Linked DNA regions of Neogale vison: region 1 is linked to region 2. A link is a contact called in public Hi-C data. All regions are on one chromosome and are shown on one strand. The core of a region is the stretch at or near the end of the contact, and the rest is flanking DNA. Distances in the headings are between cores, read along the strand shown.

Region 1 (3,701 bases), core at 70-2,569, 170 kb after region 2:
GTCATTAGCTACCAGTTGCTTCTTTTTTTATTTTTTGCTTATTTTTAAAAATATTTTTAAAAGACTCATTTACTAGAGAGAGAGAGAGAATATGAGTGGGAGGGAGGATCAAAGAGAGAAGGAAAGAATCCTCAAGCCGACTCCCCACTGAGCACGGAGCCCAAGCGGGGTCTCGGTTTAGGACCTCCACCAGACCCGCTGTGAGCCACACAGACGCCAGGGTTGCTTTTTTAAAACTTAAATGTATAGGGAGATACATTGGTACCTCTTTCTTTTAAAAAGGCTCTGTATAGCAATAAATTGGAATTTGTATGTAAACGCATTTCAGAATTCATGTAGGTGCATAATTAAATAAGAACCATAGCTGCAACTTAACATCACCCAACATTTGTCGGAGGCTTGTTTTAACCAACGTTTTATTCCGCACAACGCAATTTGGGCTCTAGGTTTAGGGGTGACCCTTCTGTGATTAAACTCGCACTCCATCCCAGTTTGTATACTGCTGCCGGGAACACAAAGGTCAAAATTAGTCCGTATAGATGAGGCATATTCTTTTTAAGTCGAAGACGGTTAATGCTACTGTTCAGGCTCTCGAACCTTTGTGTAAGATACATGTAAGCTCTAGTGAAGGCTAGAGCTCCCTGCCTATCACTCGGTCTCCCTGCCAGTGATAACGCCTCCAGGAAGGAGATGGTTGGAATCCTTGAGTTTTGCTACTTCTAATGGGAGATAAAAACTGACACTCGGTTTGCAGTTGGGTTTGAAAATGTTAGCTGAACAGATGAGCCAGTTAAATCTTTCTTCCACATACTGAACTATGACCAGTGTGCATAATGGATGCGCATTAAACTAGGGTCGGCCGGGAGCGCCGGCCTCTCTGCAGCCTGCGACGCGCGGACTCCAGCCGTGTGATCCACCTCGGCTCTCGCAGAAGCAACGAGGGTGCACGTAAAGAGGTCGGGGGCGGGTGCTACCCTCTAGGTCACGAAAACCACCGACCAAATTTAATCCACTACAAAGCGAACGACTACTTTTAAGTGAAAAGGAATGCAAACGCACCCGCGGAGGACCGATTTAAGAGGCAAGGGCTTCCAGCGACCGCCCCGCCGGGCCCGAGGCAGCAAGCCCCGCCCCTCGCTCTGCACTCGGTCGGGCCTCGGGGGAGCCCCAAGCCGGCAGCGGGAAAGTTCTGGGCCTGCGCAGTCAGGCCCGCCCCGTGCCGCGTGGAAAAGGCGGGACCTGCCCGCCAATGCGTCATCTCGAGGGCGACGCCAGACGTCACTGCCTGGACCGGGAAGGTCAATCGTGCCTGAGGGAGGGCGCGCACCCAGTTTTCGCCCGGCGTTGCCGGCGCGTGCGCGTGGCTTCCCAGGCGGCCCGGACTCCGACGCGGGTCCCGGAGGCCGGTGCTTTGGCTCAGCCCGGGCGCGGTCATGCTGTTCCGGCCGGGCGGTAGGTGGCTGCGGCCGCTGTCCGTACTGCCGCTGGGGGCCCGGGACCCGCCGCTGGTGCGGGCCTCAGCGGGCGGCATTCAGCGCTCTGCTCCGCCGGTGTGGGCGGCGGCGTCCGTCTCTGCGGTCGCCTCTGGCGGCCCCGGCAGCTGGTACGAGGCGTTAGCCACGTCGGCGCCGGTGCAGGGCACGGAGGAGGCGCTGCTCGGCGTGCACTCCGCCACGGGTCTGCCCTGGTGGGCCTGCATCGGTCTCAGCACGGTGGCCCTCCGCGGCGCCGTCACGCTACCCCTGGCCGCCTACCAACACTACATCCTGGCCAAGGTGAGGGCACCTGCTCCCTGCGCGTCCGCCTGGGCGGCGAGGGGTGCTGTGTGTCTGCCGGGGCTTAGAATCCACGGGTGCTTCTGGAGTCGCTTAGTGTACACGATCGCGACCACTTTTTTTGCTAAGACGTTTGACTAGCATTGGGTATGTGAGTTAAGAGATGTTTGGTGACACATGTGCCTGTCTGTCATTTCGTTTACCCTGCTGGGTCCGTGCTCAAAGCCTGTTACTAAGCTTGCTGTTGGAGAAGGAGACGAATAAAGGCAGTGGTAGCAGAATTGTATGGAGAAACCTGTAAAATTGCCGTCTTAAAGATCGTAAGAGCCTGTATGTCTGCAGCATCGTTGTCCCCGAGGATTCCGATTCATCTTTCTTGTTAGAAAAAACTGCTGAGCCAGCCATTTGCAAACGTGATATCCTTCTTCGGGCTGTACCACCTGCGACTCTGGTTAGTCGCAGCCACTTGGGCTTCAGGGCTTCTCTCTCTCCTGTGGAATCGGGATAGTAGTAGCTTCGTGGTCTACTTCACCATGTTATGAAATCAAGTCAGATAATGTGGCTTAAAGTGCTCTGAAAGCAAAGTATTATTCAAATGTAAGACTTCAAGAATCATGGTTTTCATGTTTTCAAATTATTATTGGGGTTGGAGGTGGAACCCATAAGCAAAGGGAATCTCAGCACCATTAAGGCAGTGAGGTATTTTACAGAAACAATTAACACAGAGCAGAAATTAATGCAAACTTTTTGTGACTCTGGCTGTCACAGAACATATTAAAGACTTAATTGACGACTTTTTTTTTCCAGTATCATTACTCAGAAGCCCAGGTATGAAACATTAAAGTATAGGGTTCAGTTCTTATCTAATCCTTATAATAACTCTGAGGTAGGTGCTGTTAAACATTTTATATATCAGGAAACAGTTTTAGAGCTTAAGCAACTTGCCCAGGATCACATAGCTAAGAGTGTAAGCTGGACTTGGAATTTGGTTGTAACTGAGGATATCTTAAGCAAATTTGACACCTTATCCTTAGACTTAAATTTTCTTTCTTTTTTTTTTTTTTTAAGATTTTATTTACTTATTTGACAGACAGAGATCACAAGTAGACAGAGAGGCAGGCAGAGAGAAAGAGAGAGAGGGAAGCAGTCTCCCCGCTGAGCAGAGAGCCCGATGCGGGACTCGATCCCAGGACACTGGGATCATGACCTGAGCCGAAGGCAGCGGCCCAACCCACTGAGCCACCCAGGCGCCCTAGACTTAAATTTTCTTGAGATAATCAGTAAACACATTTTTCAGTGAGAAGAATAGAGAGTAAAATTCTGAGTAGTTACGAATAAAGATCCTTTATGTGCTCATAACGAATTCTACTTTTTCTTTAGCTAGGTGGAAAATTTACAGCCAGAAATAAAAAGCATTGCAAGGCATCTTAACCAAGAAGTTACGGTTCGTGCAAATCAGTTGAGGTGGTCCAAAAGAGTTGCCAGGTAAGCTAAATCTATGAATATAGACCATATATGTGTGTGTGTATGTGTGTGTATGTCTATACGTGTATATATATACATGCTGCGTAAGTGATTATATTAATTCTCGGTTTGGGTGTTCTGTAGCTTTAGCAGCAAAGGAGTCCTTTCACTCCTTAATATTTTAAGAAGTTTGTGTGGTATGAGTTTTGTATAGTGAAAGCAAGAAATGGAGAAACAGCAAGTTCCTTCATGAGGAACTCCAGCCTCCTGAGGAAGACCTGTAATCAAACAATGATTAAATTAAATGCTATGGAAAGGGTTATGAACAACGAGTTCAGTCATAGTGGAAAGTCAGGGAAGGCTTTACGGATGGATATATTGTGCTAGTCTGTTGGGATTTCAGTCGGCAAATGATACAGATTATTTACACACTTGACCATTTTGGAAAGAATGATCTAGCAG
Region 2 (3,549 bases), core at 617-3,116:
AGTCTAGCTGTATGTCCAGGAAGAAGAAATGTTTCACGAATGGCTAGTCAAGTCTTTGCCAAGGCTCTTAAAAAAAAAAAAAAAAGGTTGCCAAAAATAACAGAAAGTCACTGCAGGCACTCTGTCTAATAACAGGGTAGCTTGACCAAATTTTACTAGTCCCAACAAGATATTCATTTTACTCCTATGTAAAAGAGCAAGAATTCATTTTTTTAGTAATGGGATTAAAGAGGGTTTTTGATAGTGTGATAGGTATAGAAGTTAGAGTGCAAAGGGTTAATAAGTAAAATTCAGATAACATCTTCTTTAAAGAATTGTGAAGGAAAGGAAATGGAGTGGAACCAGAAATACGGAGGATTATAGATAGAAAAGGTAATAAAAGGAAGAGAAAGCAGCTACTGGAACTAGAGCGCAGATGGATAATTCATCTCTGTAAGAGCAGGGAATGTCTCATTCCTCGGATACTGGAGAAATGGAAAGTTCTGGAAGTATCTAAGCCTTCAGCATTTGGAAAGTTGAACTTTATGCCTAACACCATCAATCTTCTTTTGACGTCTGAAGTAAAGTCATATAATGAAATGTGGCTAGGACTTAAGACTGTAAAAAGTATTTTGGTGGGAAGAGAAAAGAAGATGCTGATGGATATACAGCTGAGCTCCTAGAGCCTAAACCTGTAGTGGTATGATACACAATGTAATGTTCTGCACAGGAACTCAGCAACCACTGTAGGAGAGGAACAGGCAGATAGTTAGCCCAGTGCGTATATCTACTACAGCACTTATTTTACTATACAGCCCCTGGAAGCGGAGACTTTGATTTCAAAACCTATGCACACAGTAGGAACATGATGAATTTTTGTTTGAATGAATTGATTCAGTCATTGCCAATTCTGCCATAGTACTCTGTAGAGTACTGGCAACTGCCCACATTTCATATGGTATGCCAATGCTAAAAAGAAAAAAAAATGCTAAAAAAAAAAAATTCAGGCACACTCAATTAAACTTAGCAGTCTTAAAATGGCAACTATGTCAGCTGAGACATACTTTTTATCCTGTGCCAGTACATCTGCCTTTGATGTTTTCTTCATTTTCCTTATGCCACTGTAGTCTTATTGGACCAGAAAGGGATAATTCTGAATTCAATAAGATACGCTATTATTTCAAAAAGTCCTGGAAGTCCTTCATACATCTACAAATCAAAACCCCCTTCACCACATTCCTTCCAAGAGATGCACAGACAAGGATGATTATTTATAATGCTCCCTCCACAGATAAAAGCGGAGTCGGTGAGGACTGGAAGAACTAAATCAGGGTCATTCCGCGAACCGTCTGCAAAGTCTGGCACAGATCCTGCTTCCTTCTCCTGTCTTCTCCCCTTTGGAAACTTCCAAGTCGTGGTAATCTCAGACTTCACCTAATCCAACTCCGCAGCACACAACTGTAAACTCAGGGCCGGGGAGTCTGTAACTCAACACTTAAAACTTAGGCAAGGAGGGCTCCCTCACGCACACGACGCCATCTCTCAAAGACCCACAGCCCTCATCAGGATTCGGAGGTGGGAAACATGGCCAGAAGCGAAACTACGTACGACAGTCCAGAAAGAGGCCCCACCTCCCGGATCTGGCGGCCCCGGCCTCCCGCTAACAAAAGTGTCGGGACCGCGCTTCCGCGCCGGCTTCCCACCCTTCCCGGGGCGTTCTCCTCCCGCCTGCCCGGGGGCCGCACGCACCGCAGCGCGGCCCGCCCGCCGGGACCCGGAACCCGGCCCTCGAAATCTCACTTTGCGTCTTTCGGCCACCCGCGCGCCACCGTTCGGGCGACGGCTGATGGCGTCACCCGCACTTCCGCCTGCGGCTGCGTTCTAGTCACCAGCGAGGAAGGAAGAAGGGAGGTCTGAAGGGCTGTGTGTGGAGGAAATAGCGAGGAAAGAGAAGAAATCCGGGCGCTCGCCGGCGCTACGACAGTAACCGCGGGTCTCTTCTGTCCCCGCCGCCCCCCTATCGGAAGTCGCCCTAGGCACACTTCCTCGCCTTTCCGCAGTCTCCCTTCCTTTGGGTCTCCCGACACCGGGTCTCTCTGTACGCCTCACCCCCCCCCCCCCTTTGCTCCCTCACACTCCCTCCCTTTCCCTCCCTCCCATCGTCAGCCTCCCCGCCCTTAGTATCGCGAGACGAGGTGAGAGCTGGCGGAGCGGCGGCGGCGGCGGCGGCAGTAGAGGTGACCGAGGCGGTGGCGGCGGAGGCGGCACCGAGCGCTGTGTCGGCCCCGGTGCGGCCGAAGTCGCGGGAGAGCGTAGCCCCCACGCCCCTCCCCCGTCCGCGCCCTCCCTCTTTCCCTGGGGATGGAGAAGGCGACGGTTCCGGTGGCGGCGGCGGCGGCGGCGGCGGCGGCTGCTGAGGGAGAAGGGAGCCCCCCGGCGGTGGCGGCCGTGGCGGGCCCCCCCGTGGCGGCGGCGGCGGCGGAGGTCGGCAGCGGCGTCGGCGGCGGCAGCGGGGCTCGCTCGGCCTCTTCTCCTCGTGGGATGGTGCGCGTCTGCGACCTCCTCCTGAAGAAGAAGCCGCCGCAGCAGCAGCACCACAAGGCCAAGCGTAACCGGACTTGCCGACCCCCCAGCAGCAGCGAAAGCAGCAGCGACAGCGACAACAGCGGCGGCGGTGGAGGCGGCGGCGGCGGTGGAGGCGGCGGCGGCGGCGGCACCAGCAGCAACAACAGCGAGGAAGAAGAGGACGACGACGACGAGGAAGAGGAGGTTTCTGAGGCAAGGGCCTGGTTTCCAAGGCAGGAGGGAGGAAGGGACCGTAAAGGGTCGGGGCCGAGGGTGGGAGGGGACTTGCGGTGGGACAGATTCCTGTGGGTTGATCTATCTTAGCGGCCAGGCTTCCCTCTGCCCTCTTTCTTTCCCCGGCCTAAATCGTGAGGTGGGGGGGGGGGAGTGGGGGAGGGTAGCTGACACGTGGGGGGGTGGGAGGACCACACAGCCCCCCCCCCCCCGAGTGGGTGACCAGCAGGTTATCTTGGGATGGTTCACACGGTTAAGGATGGAGGGACTTGGTTAGATTCCCTGCGCACGCCCGGCGGAGTCGGCCTGGGGTCAGCAGGGCCGTGCTGTTCCTGGGGCGGGGGCGGGACCGAAGCGGGAGGGATGGGACCGGAGGTAGCGGAGTCTCCCGGGGGATGACTGGGACGCTGGTAAATTTCTCCCGCTTGTGAGGCGGACCGGGGCGGTTCTGAGGGGAGCTAAGGTCGTAGTGGACTCAGAGCTAAGTATTTGTGTATGCGAGAGACACGTGAGAAGCTGTACTTTTCCATACTCTTCTGCTGCAGGGTTTTCGGGTTTTGTTTTGTTTCTCTTCCCATAATCATTGTGGCTGCTGAAGTAGCCTTTAGCTCTTTGCTCTCTCAAGGATTGTGGATGAACTGAACTCAGATCCGTATGCATTTTTATATAACTCGGTGGCTGAAAAATGTCTTTGACTCTTACATGTGCATACATACGTACCTTCAGATGCTTCTTAGTGAGGACAAATTAAGGCACGCTTTGTCGTTTTCC

Evidence for each region. Hi-C and Micro-C count contacts between places; a contact is called where the count stands out from the background.
Region 1: a Hi-C map of muscle shows a contact between it and region 2, with 6 times the contacts expected there. The contact joins the promoter of LOC122919240 here to the promoter of ANKRD17 in region 2. A contact is called at or near these places in 2 of 3 Hi-C or Micro-C datasets (fibroblasts and muscle).

Annotation. Positions count from the first base shown.
Region 1 is chr11:9,402,550-9,406,250 of ASM_NN_V1, forward strand. It overlaps LOC122919240 (cytochrome c oxidase assembly protein COX18, mitochondrial), which reads left to right and starts at 1,320. Exons shown (of 6, transcript XM_044268160.1): 1 at 1,320-1,775; 2 at 3,160-3,260. The coding sequence starts at 1,434.
Region 2 is chr11:9,232,569-9,236,117 of ASM_NN_V1, forward strand. ANKRD17 (ankyrin repeat domain-containing protein 17) reads left to right here and starts at 1,867. Exons shown (of 33, transcript XM_044226149.1): 1 at 1,867-2,757. The coding sequence starts at 2,341.